Regions from separate parts of the Mus musculus genome. Here region 1 is linked to region 2. Evidence: chromatin contacts called from public Hi-C data. All regions are on one chromosome and are shown on one strand. The core of a region is the stretch at or near the end of the contact, and the rest is flanking DNA. Distances in the headings are between cores, read along the strand shown. Region 1 holds the start of Ankle2 (ankyrin repeat and LEM domain containing 2). Region 2 holds the start of Cops4 (COP9 signalosome subunit 4).

Region 1 (5,779 bases), core at 280-2,779, 9.7 Mb before region 2:
AAAGTTTGCCCTCCCTCTCCTCTCAGTTCCTCTCCACCCCATCAACCAGCCCTGGCACATCAAGTTGCAATAAGACCATGCTATTTTCTTAGCGGGGTCAAGAGAATGTAAAACCCAAAAGACAAGCATTGGCCCTGTTGTCACAACACAAACATTTCATTTCTCCACGGCCATGTAAAAATAACCAGCATTACCCTGACCTTCCTGTTCCCATTTCTTAAGCAAAAAACAAACAAACAAAAACAAAAACACGAAAACAAAACCCCCAAGAAACCAACGACTGCTAAGAAAGGGTTGATATGTATGTCAGTGGTAGAAGACTTGTCAAGATGTGCCACGCCTTGAGTTTTATACCCAGCCCTAAGTAATTAAAAAATGAAATTGTGTTTAAGTTCATAGTAGCAAATGGAGCCTCTGTTACCCGTAAGATCTTGTTAGGGTTGGGTTATCTCTAAAGTTCTAAAGTTGAGTTAATGGCTTAAAATGTCATTTTCCTTCTAGAAGAATTACTTTTCATCTTCCACTAAGAACTAGATTTAGGAGAAAGTGAGCGTTAGTGAAAAGTGGCTTCATACGAACACATACCTCGGGCTGGTGAAAGAGCACACCGACTGCTCTTTCCGAAGGTCCTGAGTTCAAATCTCACAACCACATGGTAGCTCACAACAAGAGACCTGACGCCCTCTTCTGGTGCGTCTGAAGACAGCTACAGTGTACTTATTTATAACAATAAATAAATCTTTGGGCGGGGGGCCGATCGGAGTGAGCGAGCAGGGTTGACCCGAGCGAACAGAGGTCCTAAATTCAATTCCCAACAACCAGATGAAGGCTCACAACTATCTGCACAGCTACAGTGTATACTCATAGACATAAAATAAGTAAATCTTAAAAATAAATTTAAAAAATTCTAAAGAAATCTTAAAAAACAAAACAAAAACAAAACACATACCTCGTAAACATGGGATTACAGTTTAGAGAGGTGGAGAGAAGAAGTGCTAACAGGGCTGTGGGTTCTCATCAAAAGTTTCCAAAATATCCGCGATAGGGTCTTACCGTATCCAGGGGGCGTGGAGAGTGAGGTTTTCCTCCCACGACTGACGCTGCCTTACCTGGCTGTGCGGCCACCGCTTCAGACGCGCTGGGCGGAGAGGAGAGCGTCCCGCAACGGTTCAGGTCCCGCGGCCGCTTCTCTAGCCGGCGGACCAGCCAGCGCACGGCGATGAACAGCACCGAGGCGCCCAGGAGCTCCCAGGCCAGGGCCGCCCACTCCACCACAGCCAGCCGCTGCCACAGCATCGCCACCGCCGGCGCCGAGGCCTTGAGCGCGGCCGCTGCAAATGCAGCCCGCGTCGCTCCCGCCTCCGGCCCTCAGAAGACCGCTCGCCTCGCCACGGGAGTCGCGCCTGCCCCAAGCCTCCTCCTCCGCCCGGCCGTGGTTAGACCAGGCGGGCTGCGCGCGCAGTGCGGGCCGTCCCGTTTCCCAACGATCAGGCTAGAACGCGGCCCGGAACGCAGCCTCAGGCGGCTCCGGAGGCAGCCCGGGGTCCTGATTAACGCGAGCGCAGCCCGGCAGTGGCGCGGGCAGCTTGGTCGGGGTCCTGAGTCGGACTCGGCGCGCTGCCTGGCGCGGCTCGCTCTTCAGGTGCGCCGCCCCGAGTTGTCGCTGCTGGAGAGCGCGAGCGGGCTCCTGGGTCACCCAGACTGTGTGTCATCCCGAAGCCAGCAGAGCTGGGGCCATAGTGCTTGACTGATAGGGGCTGAGGATGAATACGGCGGCCAGAAAGCCCAGCTCTGCCTCCTGTTGTTAATGAAGATTTTCTCTGGAATACAGGCAGAATGCCTATACCATTCCGACGGATAACGCGAAAGCCTACCTAGCACTGGGATTAAAGATGTGAGCCACCATGCCAGGCTGCTGATTTTAATTTTTGAAGTCCTTTTCTAACCTTTGTTTTTCTTTTTTGAGTCTTAACTATATATCCCCAAACTGGCCTTATGCTGGAGATCTGCCTCCTTGAGCTCGCAGAAATGTGATTACAAGCATGTCACATTAATTTCTGCCCACAGATCATGAGCTATGGAAGCCCGTGATGGTGTAGAGGCTTCTCACATGTACTCTGAGTGGTCTTTAGAAGGCAGAGTGGAGGATGGAGGCCTGTTCTGTTCAAATGTGTATCCTACCTCCTGCCAGTGAGAACTTGGTAAGACCAATTCTCACTATCCGGAGAGGGTGGCCTGAGGAATGGCCTAAAAAGGCCTGAGTGGAGGCCCCGACACGTTCAATTTACAGGTTACCAGCCAAGAGTCAGATATACATACCCTTCAGGTCATATCTTCAGTTAAAGATGTTACTTACTCCTCAGAACAGTCTCAGGGAAGCCAAACTAGATGACTTGAGAAATGCTAAGATGAATTTCCAGTTATTTTTATAGCCCCAGGATTAGAAAGCTAATTTAGATGTATTTCAGTATTTAGCTGGGCGTGGTGGTGCACATCTTTAATTCCAGACAGAAGCATGTGGATATCTGTGTTCGAGGCCACCCTGGTCTATAGATCCAGCCCAAGAGGCATCCAAGACTAAGTAGCAAAACCTTGTCTCAAAAAAACCAAGATAAATAAGTTAAATTTAATTATAGGCAGATGGGTAAAGTAGTATTAATTCCTTAAAGAAACAGGTACAGGAATATGTCATAGAGCAGTGGAGAACAACTTTTAATGTTTTGTCTTTTGCTTCATAATTGTGTTTATTTAAAGAGACCATGTGGGGTGGGGGGCTGAAAAGATGGCTCAGCGGTTAAGATCACTGACTGCTCTTCCAGAGGTCCTGAGTTCAATTCCCAGCAACCATATGGTGGCTCACAACCATCTGTAATGGGTTCTGATGCCCTCTTCTGGTGTGTCTGAAGACAGCAATGGTGTACTTTCATACATAAAATGAATAAATCTTTTAATAAATAAATAACCATTGTTCATTAAGACTGTTAGATCTGTGTGTTATAACTAAAACATTTACTTGAAACCTAGGCAGCTGAGGATCTTGAGTTCAAGACCAGCCTGTTTCAAAACCAAAGACTTGCCGGGCGTGGTGGCGCACGCCTTTAATCCCAGCACTCGGGAGGCAGAGGCAGGCAGATATCTGAGTTCGAGGCCAGCCTGGTCTACAGAGTGAGTTCCAGGACAGCCAGGGCTACACAGAGAAACCCTGTCTCAGAAAAACAAAACAAAACAAAAACAAAAACAAAGACTTACCAGAAATGTACTATACTTTCAGAGATCTGGCCATATGTTATATGCTGTTGGTCTCAGCCCATAGTAGAGAATTCAGTAGAGAGAATTGGGAACAGCAGCATCCAGGAGCCTGAGGTTTTCAGGTGGAGACATATAACTAAGCTAGGACAAACAGCAGGCCAGGAATAATGGTCTATGGGTTGCAGCTAGGCCTACCAAGCTGGCTAGGAGGTCTACTTTCAGAGTGAAAAGGTATGTAAGTGTGGAGAAAGCCCACTGTGACCTTCCTGATGGAGATAGTAATGTTATACAAAAGTGGACAAAGGGTAGTGGAATGCATATGGAAATGCTAATTTAATGTTTAGAAAACTTGATGAGGGGTGTATAAGTCAAGATTGCTCCTCCATAGAGTTAACTACACTAGGATATTCATAATAGAACACACGAGTATTTTACTGTGAGGGTAATACTTGACCCTAATTATGTATTTAATTCATTCTCTCTCTCTCTCTCTCTCTCTCTCTCTCTCTCTCTCTCTCTCTCTCATGCATATCCTAGAAGCTTCTGGAGCTGACCTGAAGAGTGAGCACTTTTTACCTGGGCTGTTATAACTGCAGCCTAATAGGTGCCATCTTCAACTTTTTTTTTTTTTGGTTTTTCGAGACAGGGTTTCTCTGTAAAGCCCTGGCTGTCCTGGAACTCACTTTGTAGACCAGGCTGGCCTCGAACTCATAAATCCGCCTGCCTCTGCCTCCCGAGTGCTGGGATTAAAGGCGTGCGCCACCACATCCGGCTAACTCTTTTTTTATTAGATATTTTCTTCATTTACATTTCAAATGCTATCCCGAAAGTCCCCTATATCCACCACCCCACCCCCCATCTTCAACTCTTTTTTTTTTTAAGATTTATTTATTTATTATATATAAGTACACTGTAGCTGTCTTCAGACACTCCAGAAGAGGGCGTCAGATCTTGTTACAGATGGTTGTGAGCCACCATGTGGTTGCTGGGATTTGAACTCTGTACCTTCGGAAGAACAGTCAGGTGCTCTTACCCACTGAGCCATCTCACCAGCCCCCATCTTCAACTCTTTACTCTAGTTTAATTATAGAAGAACACAAAAGACCTGTAGGTGGTTGTGAATGAGTGTCCTATGAGTCAAGCAACCATTATTTTGGGGAGTTCAGCTGTGCCCCTTGTGAAAGGCTTATCCCAGCTGGGTTTCCTGACTCTACATCCCCTCCTGAGAACCGCACCTGAGTATGTAGCTGCTCCTTACCAAGTGCTGTATTTGTGAGGCTAGAGTATAGAGAGAGGGGAAACAAGGGAAGGAGTGCTCTGTCTGTGCTGCAGTGTGGAGGCTTTCCACCTGCACCCACATTCCTGTAATTACCCTCTCAGCCATGCTCTGGGAAGAACCCCAATAAACTCATTGGCTCCCCAGAGGGAACTTAACATTGTTGTTTACATCTCCCTGAGAAGGAACTTTAGCCCCAGGTCACCACCACCCAGTTTATTTTGGGAGCCAAGTTCAAGCCATTGTAAGGGCCAAGGAGATGGAGATAGACATAGTGCATAGTTATACAAAGGTTGACCAAGGGTAGTGAATGGCATGAATTCTAAGAATTCTTACAAGAGGACTCTTAAATGGTTACCTGTTGTGGTGGTTTGAATGAAAATGACCTCTACAAACTCACAGGGAGAGTCATTATTGGAGGTGTGGCCTTGTCAAAGGAATTCACAGTGGGTGGGCTTTGAGGTGTCAGGTGCTTAAGCCATTGTTAATTCAATTTTTTTTTTTTTTTTTTTTTTTTTTGGCTACCTGCTGATCCAGATGCAGAACTCTCAGCTACCTTTCTAGCACCGTGTTTCCTACCAGGACAATAAAGGACTAAACCTCTGAACTGTAAGCCAGCCCCAAATTAAATGCTTTCCTTTATGAGAGTGGTGGTTGCTAGGCAGTGATGGTTTAATTCCAGCACTTGGGAGGCAGAGGCAGGAGGATCTAGAGGCTGAGATCCAGGGCAGCCAGGGCGAACAGAGAGACCCTGTCTCGGAAAGACAAGACAAGAAAAGAAAAACGGAGAAAGAGAGAAAAAAAAATGTTCACAATGTGATCTTGCTTGGAATTTGTCTTTGTTTTTAGTGTTAAGTAGAGAGCTAGCTTATTTTTCCTAAATAGGCGTTTACCTAACTCATTTACACACGCATGCACGCACACCCACACATACATTGTTGAACAGAAAACCAAACAAGTTCACCCATCATGGATGGCAGGGGTGTTAAATAACCCACTTTATAGTTCCCTCATAACTTGCTTCTAATACTGCATAAGCTATCAGGTCTCCAAGTGCCTCAGGGACTTATATACTGAGCTTCACAAATTCTTCTCCTTCCCCATACTTGATTTAAACTGTGTGGCTTATTAATAACTTTTACCTGAAATAGGCCTGTATAATTCATTGATCAAAAATAAAGGGTGAATGAAAAAGAGAAAAAGTTACTTGAGATATGAAAATTAACCCAGCAGGAACTAGTCCGCTTCAGAGCA
Region 2 (5,771 bases), core at 1,154-3,653:
GCTCAGTGGTTAACAGAATGCTTGCTGCTTTTCCAGAGGACCTGAGTTCAATTCCCAGCATCCACCCAGGTGGCTCAGCACCACCTGTAACTCCAGGTTCAGGGGGATGCACTCCCTCTTTGAACACCCATAGGCATTTGCACACACGGCACACATACACATAAATAAAAATAATAAGCTAATTCTTAAGAAAGAAAGCAATGTTGAGAGGGTGCCAACTAACACTGCATGGGCTATCCATTATCAAGCAAAGTATTTCATTTCCTCTTAAGGAAATCCACTTGGTAGGCTGGCACTCCACCCTCCATTCATATTCCTGCAAAATACCACTTTGCTTCTAAAGAGTTAGTGATATATTCCATTTCCTTTCCCCTGGAATCTGGACTGGTCTCGCTACTTGCTTTCATTGGTATTACAGAACTGATGTGAGACTTGTCAGACTAGCCTTATGCCTTACAGCTTCCACTCTCACCCTGTTAGAACACTCTGATGCAGGAAGTCCCAGAAAAAAAAGCCAAAGCTAAACCATGTAGTGAGAATAAAAGATCCAGCCAACTGCCAGGTATCTATCTACACGTGGCCAGCCCTAGTGCATCTGCTAGCCAAATTAATCTGCGTAACTGAACCAGGTAAGATCAAGAAAACAGGCCAGGCAACATACAGAATCCCGGGGTGGGGGGTGGGGGGTGTCACTTTTATATTACTCAATTGTGTACTTATTTAGCTACAACAGGCAAAAGAAACACCCTATTGGAGACATGCTACTGTTCATTTCTAATTCCGGGCTAGAGAGATAAATAGTAATGAAGTTCCACAAGATTTTCAAGTTCTAACACCTGCATCTTAGCTGATAATTAATGAACTTACATTTTCTGTAATAAAGAGAGAAAAAAACAAAGGAAATATAAGGGAATACATAAGCTAGTTTGACTTCTATCCAAAGCTATAAAAGTATTAATACATGGAAAAACAACCAAACGATGAAGACATAAATGAACTATTTCCAACCCCTGGAATAAGTCGTATGTACTTACTGACTGCTTCATAACAACATTATGACATTTTCCAGATACCAGGGACTGTGCTCAGTTATTGAAGTGTAATTAGTACATAGACACATGCTCATTTTGAAATCAGATAAGACTAAGCCTCACGATTACCCTTCCATTTTTTTAAAGCGGAAAAATAAAGAATGATGTAGTTAAGCCCAGGTTATACAACTAAATTTCCCACTAATAAGGTAGACTGTACTTTCTACACAGAAAAGCCCAGCACAGCGGCCACACAACACACACACCATTTCAATGTGCAGGTTTGAGCAAGAATATTTCATTAATTAGATCAACATGCCCTCAGCTGTGAGGTGTAAATGTTAGGGCCAATTGAAGGCATACTTTCATTAGAAGGCAAAACTGTGAAAAATCTACACAAAGAAGACTACAGCTGTTCAACAACTGCTTGAGGGGACTGAAACATGTCCCAATTTTTGACCTGTCGTGGCTCTAAGCACCCTAAGGTTTCGACAAAATTCCTTAGCAGACCCTGGAAATATCACTGTTCTAGACATCCTGAGCCCGAGGACATTCTGCCTGTGTTCTCTTCTCCAGAGTTGGTGACAGACTGCGAGTATCCAGAACATAAGGACCCACACACGCTATGAACTGAGAGAAGTTCTGGACCACATGACAGCATCCATACCTCCTCTGCCCCTATCAATCCTGGAAAGCCATCTCTTCGAAATAAAAGTCTGCATCAAAGTCCAGAATATAAATTTACCTCCAACACGGCGAAGGCAGGGGCGGCAGCGAACCGAAGTCAAACTCGGTGTGTCGGGCTCGCCGAAGAGACTCTAAGGAAGGCGCCCACCGCCGGGCGAGCCGTCATCTTTCTTACCTCGCTTCCAGAAGCCAAAAGAACCCGCAGAGGGCGTTATCAAGGACTTAAGAAGCTGGCAGCCACCTGGGGTCCTGGGACGGTCAGGACCCCAGCATACCGTCCCTACAGCTTTCTGTTGCTCCCAACATTTACCGCCACAGCCGAGTTCAGGCCCGCCCCCCTGAGTCAGGCCTAGCTCGAGCCTCACGCCCCGGAGCGCCCGTCGCCTCTGGGAAGATAAACTTGCGGCTTCCTTCCTACCTCTGTACTCCTAAGAAATACTCACTTGCCCGCCAGATCTTTATGAGAGCCGCTTGAATTCATGAGCTGGGCCAAATCCTGTCGCACGGCAGCCGCCATCTTTCCTCCAGCTCAGCCACGGCTGCGGGACCTCTCGCTGCCAAGAAGAAAACGAGCGTGGTCCTCCAGGAGGCGGGCAGAGGGGACGCGAGGTGCCATAGAGCAGCGTCTCTGTGGGCCAGAGCGCCGGATAGGGGAGCAGGAATTAGCTCCGCCCTCCGAGTTGAGTGACACCAGACTCCTCTCCTCCGGTTTGAGGACCGCCCAGGTCTCCCGAGAGACGCAGGCGCTCACGCTCCGACCTGGGATTGGCTGAAGAACTTGAGGGCGTGTACTTTGTGCAACTTCAGTAAAGGCCCGGCAAGTCAAAGGACGACGTTTTCCCTAAGTTCCGGGACTGATTATTATCGTTCTCCGCTCCGTTCTTTAAGGCATCACTTAAACGACCTATGTAAAGAGTTACTTCCAATTCACTATAGTCCAACACTGAAGAAAAAAGAAACAAAAACCAACCAACACACACACACGGAATGTCAATTCCAAAGATAAGAGGAAAAATACAACAGACCCAAATCATCATTTTACAACAAATTACAACAAGCAATCCATGAAAGCAAGCTTTTTTATTCGTGTACACAAGCTGCCTTCCCCTAAGGTGGAGTTCAGTAGGTCAGCCCTGGATTCAAGGAAGACAAGGTGTTTATAGCTCAGGGGTAAGGGGTTCCATATCGGAGATTTGGCGGGCAAACTAGGCGGCGAGCAAAACAAGGTAACACAACAGGTAGCCATAACAAGGTAGTCATAGGTGGTCATGGAACCTATGCAGCAGATAAGGCTCCAAGGTGGTTATAAACCACTTCTTGAAGCAAAGACATGACTTCTATTCCTGGAACAGGCAGTGCAGAACATTTTGTAGTTAAGGTTACAGGTGGAGAATAGCCCAATGTCTGACAAACAAAGGTTTAGTCATAAACAAGAAAGAACCTAGTTTGTCTGGAACAGAGGTTTAATGGTAAACAGAAAGGAACCTAATCTGTCTTTACTATATAAGATGGCTTTTAAGTCTGAAATGGAGACAGGCTGGTTCTTCAGATCATTTACCTGGGAAAGAGTATACCACGATCAAGAATATGCTCCTCCCACGATGAGTCACTGGCATCTAAGTGTGCCGATGTCTGCGTTTTTTCCACTTGGGAGGAAACTCAACTGCACAGTTTATGATCATAGTGGACTGCTTTTGGCACATTCCCCTTATAAACAAATAAATAGCTAGGTTTCATGGTGGTCACCGTAATACTAGCACTCCAGAAGTGGAGGCTAGGGAATCAGGAGTTCAAGTCTATACCCCTGATCCTATCGACTTGGAAGCCAGCTGGGATTACTAGAGACCCTGTCCCACAAAGCTCTAAGATGTAATACAGATTAATGTGCACACACACACACATACACATATACCTTTGGACTATATATGTGCATTCCTTGATACACCCTGTATCTTTTTAAAGTGTTGGTTATACATACCACTTTGTTCAGACAATGCTGATTTTCATCTATTGTTCTGAAGTGATTAGTAATACTGCCCTTCAATTGAGAACCTGTTTCACGAGTGACAAGGTATGTGATCATCCTGCATTTACATGTGGTTACATTTCTTATTCATGTTTTCTTACAAAACTTCTTTCCAAAAATACAATCTGATAAATGCAAGGTTTTTGTATTCGCTTCCTTTCACAGAAAGTAACATGCCTTATTGTTCTCCTTTAGAGTTTTCTCTTTTTTTCTGGTGACCTAGTCATATAAGACATTATTATTTCTGTCATTATTTTTAAAGTAGCAAAGGTATGTTACAACATACAGGACATATGAAGAACGTTTTTTATAGAGCAGCCAATGGTGCAGTGAATGAACTTATATGTGCATGATTTAAGATGTGTGCAAGTAAAATACATTCCCCAAAGTGAGTCAGGATGCATACACATTTTTTGGCAGATATTCCCAAATCATCCTGAACAGGAGAATTCTAGTATTTTGTCTTCCAGTCAGATATATTTAGGATTGCAATTTCTTGCAGACTTACCTACAACAAATACTAACTTGAAGCATTTAGCCATCTTGGCATGTTACAAATGGCATGTTCTCTCTTTGGACATGAGCAAGGCAAACAAAGTAAAGTAGAGGTTATCCACACTGTTCAAATCACGTCCTTTTGGCAAGAATGCCTAACAGTGGTGAGCCCGGAAGCCCACTTTCCAATTGGGCAGCCTTTGTGTGCACAGAGCTTAATGGCATAGGCCTCTCAAGGCCTGCCTAAACAGCTTAGTGGGACCTGTGTGAGAATAGAAAGTATAAAAAAGGCTGGGGGTAAGAGGTGCTGGATAGATGACTCAGCGGTTAAGAGCACTGACTGCTCTTCCAGAGGTCCTAAGTTCAATTCCCAGCAACCACATGGTGGCTCACAACCATCTGTAATGGGATCTGGTGCCTTCTTCTGGTGTGTCTGAAGACAGATACAGTCTACTCATATAAATCAAATAAGTAAACCTTTTTTTAAGGCTGGGATACACATTGCACCTCATTTGCCTATTGTGTAGAGGTCCTGGACTAAATTTCTAGTCCAAGAGTGAGAGAGATGAATAAGAGGCAGGGGAGAGAGATGGATGCAGGGAATGAGGGATGATGGGAACCAGCAGTTTCTACCAAAACCCATCCATCTGACCACCTAAATATCTGTGTGCCTTCAGGGAAGGTAGATTAGCTGCCTTCCCTGAGGAAGAAAGTTCAGCTTCCCATTCAGTGTTGCCAAAAATAAAATCACAACAACTTAAAGATCTTCAGTTGGATATACTTTTTCTTTTAGAATCAGACACTTCTCAAAATAAAGTAAATGTTCCAGAGGGAGGGACGAAGTTATATAGGCAGAAAAACAGGACTGGAACAAGGAACAGTGGGTGTGACACAGAAGCTCATGCCTGTGGTTCCAGAACTTAGGTGGTTGGGGCAAGGGGAGTGTAAGACTGTCTTAGGGTTTTACTGCTGTGAACAGACACCATGACCAAGCCAAGTCTTATAAGGCCAACATTTAGTTGAGGCTGGATTACAGGTTCAGAGATTCAGTCCATTATCATCAAGGCAGGAGCATGGCAGCGTCCAGGCAGGCATGGTGCAGGAGCCACTGAGAGTTCTACATCTTTATCGGAAGGCCACTGGGAGAAGACTGGCTTCCAGGCAGCTAGGATGAAGATCTTAAAGCCAGCGCTCACAGTGACACAACCACTCCAACAAGGCCACACCTTCTAATAGCACCATTCCCTGGTCTGAGCATAAACAAACCATCACAAAGGCCATCTTGGACTATGCATCCTGGACCATCTGGAATTCCAGACCAGTCTGGGACACAGAGAGGGACCCTGTTGTCAAAAGGAAAGGAAAGATGGTTTGTCTGTTCAGTTCTTTTCTTTGTCAGATAGAACAAAAAACTAATTTGGTTACTTTAGGTTAATTTGGGATTTTGTTTCATCTTGTTTTTTGTTTGTTTGGTTGGTTGGTTGGTTGATTTTGAAAGTATGAAGCACCAAAGGAACTTCATCAGTGTGCTG

What was found. Hi-C and Micro-C count contacts between places; a contact is called where the count stands out from the background.
Region 1: a contact with region 2 is called in a Hi-C map of B cells, with 6 read pairs. The contact joins the promoter of Ankle2 here to the promoter of Cops4 in region 2. A contact is called at or near these places in 1 of 39 promoter capture datasets (cranial neural crest) and 1 of 484 Hi-C or Micro-C datasets (B cells).

Annotation. Positions count from the first base shown.
Region 1 is chr5:110,226,754-110,232,532 of GRCm38.p6, reverse strand. Ankle2 (ankyrin repeat and LEM domain containing 2) reads right to left here and starts at 1,529. Exons shown (of 13, transcript NM_001253814.1): 1 at 1,110-1,529. The coding sequence starts at 1,296.
Region 2 is chr5:100,514,941-100,520,711 of GRCm38.p6, reverse strand. Cops4 (COP9 signalosome subunit 4) reads right to left here and starts at 2,403. Exons shown (of 10, transcript NM_012001.2): 1 at 2,162-2,403. The coding sequence starts at 2,235.